Linked DNA regions of Mus musculus: region 2 is linked to region 1. The links are chromatin contacts, called in public promoter capture Hi-C maps. All regions are on one chromosome and are shown on one strand. The core of a region is the stretch at or near the end of the contact, and the rest is flanking DNA. Distances in the headings are between cores, read along the strand shown. Region 1 overlaps Pgm2l1 (phosphoglucomutase 2-like 1). Region 2 overlaps Relt (RELT tumor necrosis factor receptor).

What was found. Promoter capture Hi-C pulls out the DNA fragments that hold promoters and counts their contacts.
Region 2: a contact with region 1 is called in a promoter capture Hi-C map of hematopoietic stem and progenitor cells, with 4 times the contacts expected there. The contact joins two enhancer-like sites. A contact is called at or near these places in 2 of 39 promoter capture datasets (hematopoietic stem and progenitor cells and liver), 2 of 115 datasets of contacts at active chromatin or transcription factors (large pre-B cells and memory CD8 T cells) and 1 of 9 other capture datasets (liver).

Annotation. Positions count from the first base shown.
Region 1 is chr7:100,230,784-100,237,652 of GRCm38.p6, reverse strand. All of the region lies in intron 1 of Pgm2l1 (phosphoglucomutase 2-like 1), which reads right to left. Among named protein-coding and RNA genes, the nearest start is that of Pgm2l1, 6.6 kb to the right of the region's middle. Within about 2 kb of position 3,417, at least 31 of the 459 cell types and tissues checked have an H3K27ac peak or open chromatin away from gene starts, as enhancers often do. A contact at or near this core is called in hematopoietic stem and progenitor cells, where this site is marked.
Region 2 is chr7:100,841,999-100,848,867 of GRCm38.p6, reverse strand. It overlaps Relt (RELT tumor necrosis factor receptor), which reads left to right. Exons shown (of 11, transcript NM_177073.6): 7 at 1-69; 8 at 365-446; 9 at 595-849; 10 at 1,274-1,472; 11 at 1,591-3,020. The coding sequence ends at 1,638. Among named protein-coding and RNA genes, the nearest start is that of Relt, 18 kb to the left of the region's middle. Within about 2 kb of position 3,312, at least 128 of the 459 cell types and tissues checked have an H3K27ac peak or open chromatin away from gene starts, as enhancers often do. A contact at or near this core is called in hematopoietic stem and progenitor cells, where this site is marked.

The DNA.
Region 1 (6,869 bases), core at 2,168-4,667:
GGAGCTAAGCACTAGGGCACTAAGATGCCAATGCACTAAATTCAAGGTTACAGCACCAACTGTTGGGTTCTGGGCTAGGAGCATTTAGGAGTCTAAAAGCTATAATCCTGAGAGCAAATAATCCAAGAGTAGCAGCACTCTTGCTCAGAGCTGCTGTCACTAAGGAAATTAGACTTTGCCTGTTCATGATTCCCATTTTAAGCAAAAGAACCCTCAGCTGACTGGCAACAATAGTCTATAATTAAGTGATAACTAAAAGCAAAGATAATCAAGAGTGCCCAACACTGAGATATTCAAGATATTAATGCAGTTTATAGTATTGCTCAATGACATAAAGAAAAGAGAAGCCCATCTCAGAAAAAAAATCAACAATACAAAAAAGAAAGAAAGAAAGAAAGAAAGAAAGAAAGAAAGAAAGAAAGAAAGAAAGAAAGAAAGAAAGGTAGGAAGGTTAATTTCCCAAGTTTTAATATACCCAGAGGTTGTTTGAGATTAGTCACATTTTTGAAATTCTCTTTTTAACCCCCATATAAACTGAGGCTCAGAGAAGAGCCAGTACTTGAATCCAAAATAGGCTTAAACTGCTGTGCCCTTCAGGGTCCAACTCCCCTTCTCTAACCCCGACTTAGATGGAATTACACTTGATTTAGTGTTGATTGCTGGCTGATTAACCTAGCTGTGGTGTGTAATCATGATGAAGAAGACTGAGTTGTGGCAGTAGTCTACAGATGGAAAGGTGGCTATCAAGCTTTTACATTAAGATGCTCATGGAACTTTTTAGGGAAATTTAAAAAAAAACATGAGATTTAGTAACAAATTTATTTCTCTCTGGTTTTAAAAGAAGACAAAATGTTTGTATCATCTTGTTGAATGATAAGATCTTGTTAAATTTAAAACAGATTTAAAAAAAAATAAACAAATTACAGATGCATTGTAAACTCCTCTCACCCCATTCTCCACTTTTCCTCTGGAGCATATCTAGGAAGAGAGGATTTTTTCTGAATTTCTATAGTTAAATTTTTGTTGTTATTGTTTTAATTTAAAAGTAAAATCCAATTCCTTTTTAAAGATCAATTTAAATCAAAACAAAATATTACATTTCTAATGTAAAAGGTTAATGTACAATCTTTAAAAATGAGGGTGCCTACTATTTGACCTCTAAATTGCATACATGATTTTCAGAAGTTATAGTTTCTTCACAAAATACAAGTCAATAATAAAACAAGGCAAATACAGCCTTTATCATGCTCTCTAAGTAGTTATCTCATATTTTGTAAGAGTTGTTACAGCTGTAATTTGTATAAAATTTATTCAGATTTATATAAAATAAGTGATCTACTCTTGTCTTCCCAAATATCAAAGAACTTTTATGAAACTGTAAACAAATATTTTTAAATAAGAGGGCAAACAATGTACTACAATTCAGATAAATATGAATTCACTGTTGCTTATAATGCTGGGAACTAAAGCTGAGCCCAGTGCATGCTAAACGAATGGGCCCTACCCTGAGCTATACTTCCAGCACTCAGCCTATTTTTGTAATTTGCATGCCATGGAAAAAGCATACTATAAAGCCACTGAGAATGCAGTCATTTTCTAAGTATTGATTCTTTAATACTGTTACATTTTTCAAATGTTTTATAAAGAGAAAATGATAACACCACCAAGCATTTTCTACTACTAATTCATATACTAAAAGGCAAAACACTATCTATCTGGATTTATCCATGCTTCCTCAACATTCGTTTCAGAACTTTTCTGTACACTTGTTTTATACATTGGGCTTCCTGAGATTATACATTACACTTAAACCATTAACAGTGAATTCTGTCCTTTTAAGGATTCAATTTAGTCAATTTAAACAAGTATATAAAGTCACACCACACAACACTACAATACAATACTCTATTGATCACAAAATATACAACCACCATAGATCTCACATTAAAAGTATTTGGCACAACAAAGCAAAAAAAAAAAAACATAAATTAAATATATACAATAGTGTACTTGTATCTTTATGCAGAGGCCCTTTTAACAGATGTAAATTCATGCTATTCTTTTCAATTCAGGGTGTCAAATTTAGCCATTACGTTATTGATGGGTATTCAGAGTACAGAACTTGAATGCCCTCCTGTGTGCTTAAGGCTTGGTCTCCAATATGGCACTTTTGAGAAGCTGTACAAACGTTAAGAGGTGGAGCCTACTGAGAAGTCTTTAGGTCACTGAGGCTTTTTTCCTTTCAAGAGGAACTCAGACCCCTCTTCTTTTGCTTCTTGACTACGAGGTGAGTGGTTTGCTCCATCTGCTGCCCTTCCACAGGCCCCAAGAGTCAAGGCCAACTAACTGTAAATTAGATCTCCAAAACTGTTAGCCCAAATAAAACTGTTTTTCTGTATAAGATGGGCATCTATAGTAATTTGTTATAGTGCTGTAAAACTGACTAACACAATAGGCTTTAAACTTTTAATTTTTTACTGCATTAAAATGAAACATTTCAAAGAGAAAAATAACATGAGAAAATTCTGCAGCAAAAAAAAAAAACAAAAAAAAAAAAACAAAAAAAAAAAACCCTATTTACATCAAAGAGATTTTCTAACAAGATAAACTTTGGTTAGTTGAAAACTGAAATGCTTTGTATCTGAGAAAATATTTTTCATTTACAAAATGGTGGTCTTTGTACTCCTTGGGGCATTAAAATGTGACCATTTTTATACGTTGGTAACATACAGTACTGAGATGTCTAATCTTGTCAACTTGATGGGATTTGGGATCAATTAAGAAACACACCTTTGGTTTGTGTCTGTTAAGGGCATTTCCTGAGCGCTTTAACTAAAGTGGGAAGACCCTTCATTCTAAATGTGGGCATCATTCCATGGGCTGGAGTCCAAGACTAAATAAAGAAGAAGAGGCAAGTTAAGCACTAGCATTCACGTCTGTTTCCTGGCCACAAACATAATATGCCAACTGACTCATGTTCGTGCTGCCACGCCTCCCATGTCATGATGGATGATGCCCTCAGAGAAACATCAAAATAAGCCCCTCCTCCCTTATGTTTCTTTTGTCACAATGACGAAAAAAGTAACTAATACAAGTTATTATTCGATTATTGTGTTGAGAAGAGCATACTGTATCTCTGCCTCTTTTGCACCAAACCAAACCATCTTCTATTAACTCCCAACACCAGAGGGCAGCAGCCTCAGTACTAAGGAGCAATTCCAATAGTCATCAGGAAGGCAGAAAGCATCATGAAACAAAGCACATAGGCCTTAACCCCAAATCATTGTATGACCTCGTGTTGTATAACAGTTTCCCCAAGATTGAAACATTGCATCTTTCAGGAGAGCTCCTTAAACAGGTGGGTACAAAACTTAAAAACATCCCCTGAAACTGACCAGATTCTCTAGGCTCCTCCCTACCAGAGTAAGCAGAACCCAGCTGTAAAGACAACTCTGAGACCAGAACAACTGCCTAGAAAGAGCAGAAACCAGCCCAGCAGCCTGGAAGAGGTTTAGACTACTTAGGCACTTAATAAGAACACTCTTCAACGGGCAGGTTGGGTTGCCTGCAGGCTATGCAGTGTCCCAGGCTCTCAGGCTTTGTGACCCATGCTGTCACCCATGCTGGGGTGGACATGGGTAATTCATCTGTCTTTCCAGTCATTTCTGCTTCTGTAAGAAACTCCTCACCCATATCCTTTTAAGTATCCCCAAAAAAACCCACTGGCTCTCCAAGTTGGACTTTGGTGGTATCTGTACTTTGTCTGTCCTGGGTTTCTTATCTGAAGTGAGCAGACTTGTGTTTCATCTCCCCAGGAAGTTTTGTCATACAACACCTATACATTTTGTTGTGCAGTCAAAATGAAATCCTATCTACAACATGGATATGAGGACATTGTGCTAAGTGATAGAAGACAGTAACAGAAGGCAAAGCACCCTATGACTCCATTCATATAAGGTACCCAGAATAGTCAAATTCTAGAAACAGAAAAAAGAATGGTGGTTTTCTGGGGAAAGAGGAAGGAAGAAACACATTATTTAATAGGCATAGAGTTTCAGCCCAGCAAGATGAAAAATTCTGAAGGTCTGTTCTACATTAATGTGAATATTTTTATGGTAGCTAATGAAGTATATATACCCTTAAAAATAACCAAGACGATAACTTGTATGCATTTCCACCACAATTAAAAGGTTAAATGCTATGTTTTATCTTCTGGTTGATTATCAAAAGAGAAAATAATATAATTACTATGCTAAGATGCTCTAAATGTTGTTTACTTTGGACTCTTCTAGCATACATCTGTGCCATCTGAACAGATGAGTTCAAATAGTTTCTTTTTTTTTGTTTTTTGTTTTTGTTTTTTGGTTTTTTTTTGTTTGTTTGTTTGTTTTTGTTTTTTGAGACAGGGTTTCTCTGTATAGCCGTGGCTGTCCTGGAACTCACTTTGTAGACCAGGCTGGCCTCGAACTCAGAAATCCGCCTACCTCTGCCTCCGGAGTGCTGGGATTAAAGGCTTGCGCCACCACGCCCGGCTTCAAATAGTTTCTTGCTTAAGTTTCATCAATTAATTATTCAAAATCAGGTCAGGTAATATTTTAGTTTGCTCCATTTCTGGTCAATAATTTACTTACTTTTTTTTTTCTTTTAGTTTAGGGTGGCATGCCTGCTAGGCAAGCACTGTGACACTAAGCTATTCCCTTAAATCCAACTTCCTTCCTTCTTGCTTTTGCTGACTTAGCCACTCTGCTTCTTTCCCTTCCTTCAGTTCTTCATAGGTGACTGCTTAATTACCTTTCTGATGTTGATAAAAATGACATTGCATCTACACCACATAACTAATATCTTTTTTAAAAACTACTTATGACATAGACATTATGTTCCATTATTTCTTGACATACTGTGGATCTAGTGCATACTTATCAACCAAGATTTCCTCACAATGGACTCCTGCAGTAGCTATTACATAACAAACTTTTCTCACAGCACCCACTTGTTTTTTCAACTTTAATACTCATATGTGTGTGTGTGTGTGTGTGTGTATATATATATATATATATATATATATATATATATATATGCATTTGGTAGAGGAATCACTTTTTCTTTCATTTCCTAGAGCTTATCCTTGTTTCTGTTCTTTTTTCACACTATCTTTTCTTATCTGATGATAAAATCATTTTCTATTTTTAATTTATAATTTTGGGGGTTTAATGTTCCCATTGTATGTAATAATTATAATTGTATTATAATATATATATGTTTACATATTTACTTATTGCTTTATCTTGTTGTTCATATAAATTGTTTTCTTCATATAATTGATACTTAGTTATTAATAATCACAGACTTTTTTTTCTGGGAAGTTGGCATGAACTTTCTCTGTTTTGTAAATACAATATGTTTTCTGCCAACACCTTCTTAACTAGAATGGTCAGTTGGGACTTCTATGTCTGCAAGTTATTGTTCTAAGGACTTTATTTACACAGATCAAGTTAATCTGTATGATTAAATTAAACATTTTAATTTAATTTTTCAAAAGAATAACTATACAACTATCAAATTTTAAAAAGCACTACAGTTTAAATGTGGCCTGTACCTCAAGGCTTCCCATACCAAAGACTTGGTCTTCAGTCTGAGGTATTAAGGTAGTAGAAGCTTTTAAGAGTTGAGTCCTAGTGTGGGGTAACTGGGTCACTGCCAAAGGCACTTCCTAGGGAGTTTGTGGATGAGTTCTAACAAGAGTAAGCTGTAATTTATAGAAGAGAGGAGAGGAGGTAACAGGAGAGAACATTTAAACAGCAAGGCTCACTCCTCCCTGCTCTCGGGCTTCCTGCCTCACTGTGTAATCCCTTTTACATATGCCATAAGGCTGTAACTCAAGCCAAACCAATGTGGCTACCTGATCTTATACAAACTGAGCTAAATAAACCTCCTTTCTTTATACATTACCCAGGCTCAGATTCTTACTATATAATAAAATAGGCTTGAAGAATTAATTCACAGCCTTTCGTTCTGGTTAATTTGTTGAAAAATGTTCTGTTGTTAAACACCTGAAAATCACTGGCTTAGATTGACATCTTTTATTTACTTTTCCAAGCTCTTTTTAAGTCTAACCTATCTTCAATTTCATATTCTACTCTTTCTTAATATAGATCTACATTCTGAGACCAGAATGTTCTTATTTCTTAAATTGCCATGGCAAATTCCTGCCTCCATATTGTTGTCAACATACAGGATATTTGTTGTTGCTGTTACAGTCAGCAAAGCAGTTCTGCCCTGTGTCTCAGTCTCCCTTCCCTGTCCACCCACCCATACTTTACCAGTGTTTTATATCCTAGATATAAATTTCTTACAGAGAATTAAAATTCACATTGGAACAGAATCAAAAGACAGTTGTGATGTTAAAGAACCCAGTTTTTTTGCCAGGACTGCTTGTCTGTAACTTAACAATGTGTGAAAGCCCTGAATGAAAGAAATAGGATGGAGGTATGAGCCTTACCCTAGGGCGGAAGAGAACACATTGGTAATGGAGTTCTCTGTGCACAGCTGATAGGAGGAACTCCTTGACCCCTGGACTTATGGGGTTAGAGTAATAGCATGGCCCCACACAGAGATGGATGCATTTACTTGTTACAAGCTGATGCTGTTAAATGTTGTATGTTTTACTCTCTGTGGTTTGACTTTATAATCACCAAAAATCTTTGGATTATTTGGCTTTTCCTATGGTATATCTACCAAATGCCTGATTTAGAAATAAATCTACTGCATCTGGATCATAAGCCACAAGTTAACAAAACAGTATTCTTAAATCAGTCATCAGTTTCTATGACCTTGAGTTGACTGACTCATTTTGAAACTAGGGAAGCGAA
Region 2 (6,869 bases), core at 2,063-4,562, 610 kb before region 1:
CCTATAGGACTGAAGATGCCAACGAGGACACCATTGGAGTCCTGGTGCGCCTGATCACAGAGAAGAAAGGTAAAGAGAGAGTCTCTCTTTCATCCTATGCCTGGGAGCGGAAGGTCTTTTCCTAGAGCCTTAGCTAATACTTGGGGGAATCCCTGCCCAGCTCTGCCTCCAAAGCCTCAGTTTGATGGGGGCTCTGACCCTGGGTGCTGCATTTTTGCCTTTGATCTTGACTGGTAAGGGATGGAGGAAGGGCACATAGTTTGGGCCCTAGGACAGGGATGTGGGAGTAGGCAGGGGCTATCCGCTGAGATGGGTGGGATGCTCCTGTAATTTGGAGCTAGGTTCTGACTCCACCTGCCCACAGAGAATGCAGCGGCCCTGGAGGAGCTGTTGAAAGAATATCACAGCAAACAGCTGGTACAGACAAGTCACAGGCCTGTACCCAGGTGAGGGATGGGGCCCTTAGATAATTAGCTTACCTCCTGGGGATTTCCTCTTGGGTCTGCTCCCTTTCGTGCCACCTTTGTTCCTTTCCTTGATGGGCTATCCTTTTCTGGCTTGCTCCAGTGATCATTTCTGCTCTTCCTCCTGCAGGCTGCTGCCGGCCTCACCCAGCATACCCCACATCTGCCCGCATCACCACCACCTGCACACTGTGCAGGGCCTGGCCTCACTCTCTGGCCCCTGTTGCTCCCGTTGTAGCCAGAAGTGGCCAGAGGTGCTGCTGTCTCCTGAGGCAGCAGCTGCCACCACTCCTGCTCCCACCCTTCTGCCTACTGCATCCAGGGCTCCCAAGGCTAGTGCCAAGCCAGGACGTCAGGGCGAGATTACCATCTTGTCTGTGGGCAGGTAAGGTGGGCAGACATAGAGTTGTGGAATAACTTGAAGGCCTGGATGAAAGCAAGTCTGTGGGTTAGCTTAGTGCTGACTAGCCTTTCCTGGGCATCTCTGGGTAGTGTAGGTGGCCAAAAGGGTCATCATTTCCCAGCTGTGCTATGTCACATGGAGCTCTTGGGTCCCTGAGGCACACACAGTCTTGGTGTTATCATACCCGGGACTTCTTAGACCAAGGGTCTGTCTGTACCCCTCTAACTAGATGTGGGGTTGCTGGGAGCTGGATACAAATAGCTGGGGGGCTGAGAAGGACTCCTGAGTAGTCTAACAGGCTCAACCTGTGTGATCTTGGAAATTGCAGGGTGACCTAGTAGGAGCTGCCTTCTTTGGCCTGGGTTTCCCCTCTGATGAGGGGTGTTGGTACCACCTCTCCCTATAGGTTCCGTGTGGCTCGTATTCCTGAGCAGCGGACCAGTTCATTGTTATCTGAGGTGAAGACCATCACGGAGGCTGGGCCTTCAGAGGGTGATCTCCCTGACTCCCCACAGCCTGGTCTTCCCCCCGAGCAGCGGGCACTGCTGGGAAGTGGTGGGAGCCATACTAAGTGGTTGAAGCCCCCAGCAGAGAACAAAGCTGAGGTGAGTGCTTGGAGTTGTGGGGGGGGGTAGCACCTGGGTCAACCCTGACAGAAGAGAGGCCCATGAAGGCAGTGGCGGCCTCTTGACTCAGCTCTGACCCTTTAATCCTGACCCCCAGGAGAACCGCTATGTGGTCCGGCTAAGTGAAAGCAACCTGGTCATCTGATGGGCTGTCTAGAATTAGACACTCTGCCCTGTCCTGGGAGGTTCTGAAGGCTTCCTGCAGGAGGGAGAGCTGCAGCTGGGACTGAGGACCAAGATGCAAAGGCCAAGTCCTGGAGGTGGGACCGTCCGCCCCACTGAGGAGGCAGCCTGCGGCACAGCACGTGAGCAGGAGATCAAGAGCCCACCCTATCCCTGCAGTCCCGGTTACTTCCATGCAGGGTGCTGTAACCCTGTGCCTGCCCTGAACACATCATAGGAGCCCTCTGTCCCTTAGAGGTCTGGTTTGGTGGAGGAGTGGTATCTGTACCTGGCCCCAAGCTTGTGCCTTGGGAACTAGCCACTCTTGCCCATGTCCTGGACCCTGGATGTGACTCCCTCTCTTCTGGCAGGCCCTATAGAGGGAAGGGGTAGCAAAGAGCCCTGTACTGGTGGCAGAGTACCTGGGTTCCAATCCTGGGCTTATCCCTAGGTACGTAGGGGAGGAGAACTCAGTTCCCAGGACCTCTCCAGCTCTTTGCAGATTCTGGGCTGAGTCCTGTTGGGGGGAGCTTGACTTTGCTACCCTCCCATTAGTAGCTTTATCTGGCCTGTTTTTGCTGCTTCCTGGGCCTTGGCCTTCATGGCTCCCATGGGACTGTCTATTATGGTGATGCCTTCAGAAGGGGTTTAATGCATGTGCCTGCCCCTACCCTGCTATTTTTAATGAAACTGAAAAATGACTTGACTTGGACAGGGCTCTCTGGTGCAGAGCCTCAGTCCACCCTGCTGCCCTCAAGCTCTGGAGCTGTGGGAAGAGGAGACAGGCAGGCTAGGGAGTGCCTGTGGCCTGTGGTTTTCAATGCCCCTGTGGTACAGTATCTGCCTGAGTTTTGGGTAGCAGGGGTGACTGCCAATCCAGCCTGTCTTAGTCTCTGCTCTGGCTCAGTGCCTCGTTATTTATGTGGGGCCGTGCAGGCGCGGGGCCCACTGCCCATCCCATTTCTTATTTATTGAAACCTGCTGTTGCCCTGCCCCTACATCTCCAGCCCCACACACTTGAGTAATAAAAGGTGGAAAATGTCGTCATGAGGTGCTTCCTTTCCCCGTATCCTCTCTGAAAACTGCTCACCTCCAGGGCCCTGCCAGGTGTGCACACATCGTCCTCCCCCTCATCAGCACCTTCCTCTGAAACCAGGGAAATAGGCAGAGGTGGCTCCTCGTCTCATCCTCACCGAGGTCCCCAGAGGCCAGGTTCCCCAATAGAAATACAGGCTGAGCCATATGTGTGATTGAATGTGTTCCCATAGTCATTCCAAAAAGTTGTCTAAAAAAGGGTAAACTTAGTATTTTTAACCAAGTATATCCAGAATATTTTCATTGCAATATAAAATCATTATGAAAATTATGAACGAGCTTTTTTTCTGTTTAGAATCTTATGTATTTTACATGTGTTGACATGAACTAATTATTTCAAGGGCACAAGAAGCATGTGGTGAGTGGGAGTGGCCACAGCTGGAGAGGAAGCAGCAGTTACACAGAAGCTCACAGTGTGGGAGGGGTGTGATCCATGAGATGGGGACAACATGTGCAAAGGACAGACCAGGAAGTGGCTGGAGGGGCCTCACAGTGGTTAGGAAGAGGCAAAGCCTCGGCCTGTTTGGTCACAATGCAAAGCAGAAACACCCAGAACAGGAAGTTGTTATAGCTGTCTGGGTAACAAGTAACAGGGAAACAGAAGGACCCAAGAGATTCCTAGGGCAGACCTGCTGGAACTCCTTCTGGGATGTGAGATAGGGAACACCTAATGGTGTCCAAGGTGTTTTGATATGAAGCCCTGGAGCTCTTAGGAGACAGATCTGAGTGACAAGAATATCTTACACTCAGATGGGCATTTACAACTAGGCAGAGAGGGTCCATGTTTTAGGGCAGATCCCAGGGCCTGCAGTAAGAAGCCATCAGGGTCCTGGTGGCCAAGAATGGATGTAGAATTTGGGGAAAGTTGGCTGAGAGGCTAGGAAGGCTGTCATGCCCCAGGGAATGGACAGGGTCTTTGTGAGTTTCCTAAGGGATGTGGTGAGAGCTGGACCAATACCAGGTAAATCAGGAGACACCATCCCATACCAAAGTTGCCATGGCCAGTGGGACCTTAAGTTAGGGTTTTGTCAGTGTGTGGTACACTATTTAACATGGGAAGGAGTGACACATGCAAACACTACTGGAGCTAGTAGTGGAAGCCTAGCCTGTAAGAGGAGACCAGGTGGCTTCACTGAGGACAGAAATCTGGGCAGAAACCAAGGTAGGTGGCTGGCCTAGCAGTGGCAGGAAAGGAGGGAAGAAAAAAAGCCACTGTTAACAAATGGGCAGACATTTTAAAAGCCCACATATCCCTGCTTCTTCCCACATCCTTTGGGTATAGGATACTCTGGGACTTTTGTGAACTGGGAGTAGACAGGGTCTCCTGTGTGTCCAAGGAAATGATCCCTATGGCTGCAGGATGCAGCACATTTGGCATCCATTTACTTCATGTATCTCAGGGTTTGGCTATTCTAATTTGCCTATCCCTTCAGCCAGCCAACTCATGGACCCCACTTAGTACTTAGGATTTGGATAACAGCCAATTGGGTGGCACGTGAAGATAAGAGTGTGTCCTGGAGAGTGAGGCAGGAGGTGGCATCCCAGCCATTCTCTGGGAAAGCTAGATTAGAGACACATTCAGATATCCGCAGGGTGGAGACACCATGTTCAGGCTTCCAGGCTGGTTAGGAGATCTCTCTCACTATAAGCACTTCTCTACCCTGCTCCTGCTTGCTGAGAGAATGGCTTGTTTCATTTGCTTCTTGTGTCATTAACCTCCCAACATCAAAGATATGATGCAGGTGTGTGATATTTTTGGTCTCCACAGCCTCACCTTCCCTTGGAAACGTTCCTACAAATCCCTGCAGCTCTTTTCAGTGGGTGGAGGTGGGAGTTGGAGGGAAGAACAAGTAGGGTCCAATCTCTAGCTCTCTGCCCACTTCTAGAAAATAGCCCTGCCATTGTGACATAGAAATGAGCCTAAGATGTTCTATCCTGTCTCAGATAAGGTATCCTCTCCTCCCTTAATCAGGCCCACAATGGATCATGGTCAGAACGAAAGGCTGGGAGGATGTCAGGAGGGGAAGTGAGGCTTGGTGTAACACTTTCCACTGTAGCACAGCCTAAAGGAGCACTGGTCCAGCAGGTGGCCTCTGGCAATACACGCCCCATGGAGGGTTAGGGATGGGACTCAGGGCCTTATCAAGCTATGCAAACCTGCTGCCTCTGTGCTGGAGCCCCATCCTTGGAAAGTCTTAAAACATTATTGAACTAATGCAACTGAGTTGACTAACCACAGGGACACATACCTAACTTCAACTTCTGGAGTGATCACTTTTGGGCACTTTTATTACAGTTGAGGATGCTGAGCTTTTGGCCTATTAACTGTGGAACGAGAACTGTGAGGGCCGCACCCTGGAAAAGAAAAGTGATTGGATGCCTAAGAAGTGTGTGGTAGTTTGAATGAGAATTATCCCCATAAGGCTCATTTATTTGAATGCTTAGTCCCCATTTGGTGCAACTGTTTGAGAAGGATCAGGAGGTATGCCTTGTTTGGGGGATGAGGTTTCAAAAGCATTTGCCTCACAGGGCATCATGGTGCACACCTTAATGTTAGTATTCGGGAAGCAGAGAGGCAGTTGTATTTCTGAGTTTGAGGCCAACCTGGTCCACAAAGCAAGTTCCAGGACAGCCAGGGCTATACAGAGAAACCCAGTTTTGAAAAGAAAAAGGAAAAACAAAACAAAGATCCAAAACAAACAAAACAAGCATGCCATTTCCATGTAGCTCCTGTGTGCACATTCTCTGTCTCAGTAGTATGGAAACTTGAAGCCCAAATAAACTCTTCAATAAGTTGTCTTGGTTATGGTGCCTTTGTGGGAAGCCACATGTGCCGTTGCTGAGTGGCACTGACTACTGCTGGCCACCACGCATAAGATTGGACAAACAACCAATGTGTACATATGCAGTAAAGTTTTTTGCAAAGACACTGCCTGGCCCAGGCATGATAATGAGGTTCTGTAAGGTACTGAGAGTATAACCAATCAGATGTGAGACATGCAAATGAGGTTCTGTAAGGTACTGAGAGTATAACCAATCAGATGTGAGACATGCAAATGAGGTTCTGTAAGGTACTGAGAGCATAACCAATCAGATGTGAGACATGCAAATGAGGTTCTGTAAGGTACTGAGAGTATAACCAATCAGATGTGAGACATGCAAATGAGGTATGATAATGAGGTTCTGTAAGGTACTGAGAGAGAGTAGCCAATCAGATGAGGAACATGCAAATGAGGCTTAGTGCATAACCAATCCGGGTGTGAGACACGCCCCTCCTAGGCCTATAAAAGCAGCACCAGTTCTGGGCTCGAAGTCTTTTCGCCTCTACAATCAAGCTCTCCCAATAAACGTGTGCAGAAGGATCCTGTTGCAGCGTCGTTCTTCCTGGCCAGTCGAGCGCGTGCAAGATGCCTTCACAAAAGAAAAGTAACTAAGACAAAAAGCCTTGGCAGCATTGGCAGTGGATCACCCTGAAGGGACAGCAGATTCAGTGTACAGGAGAGGGGAAGAAAAAAAACAAAAAAACAAAAAGAAAGAGTCCTTAATGACAGGCTTGTATGAGGCCCTGTGGGTTTGTAGTAAGTCCTGTAATAAGCCACCTAGCTCCTCTTGATTTCCTGACACTCCCTCACTGCTCTGAGGAGAGGAGGAGATCCCGTCTCTTAAGAAACCACCTCCTCTGAGATGGGCCTGCATTCTGGAACCAGACCAAGGATGAATTCCAACTTCACCTTAGCCAAGGCCCTTACCTCCCACGTGGGACAAAGAGCAGAGCTTCCCCTGCAGCAAGGTATAAAGACCTCAAAGGTCAACACGCAGAGGTGAGCAGCAAGCCATCCACAGCCACTCAAGAAACCGCAGGGTTTTGTTACCGCTTCCCCCTCTTTTTCTTTCTTTTGGTGCTGGGGGGGTCCCTGCTGCACACATATACCACTGAGCTATACCTCAGCCTCAGTAGAAGCCAGGCCTTTAACAGCTTCCCTGGATCTCCATCGTATTATATGATCCAGGCGCTGAACTTACCACTCCACAGCTCCCATCCACTGTGCCCCCTCCCAGGCCAGAGAGGACATGGAACACTGCAATGCTTGATTTCTTTCCTGAGATCATACGTGCACT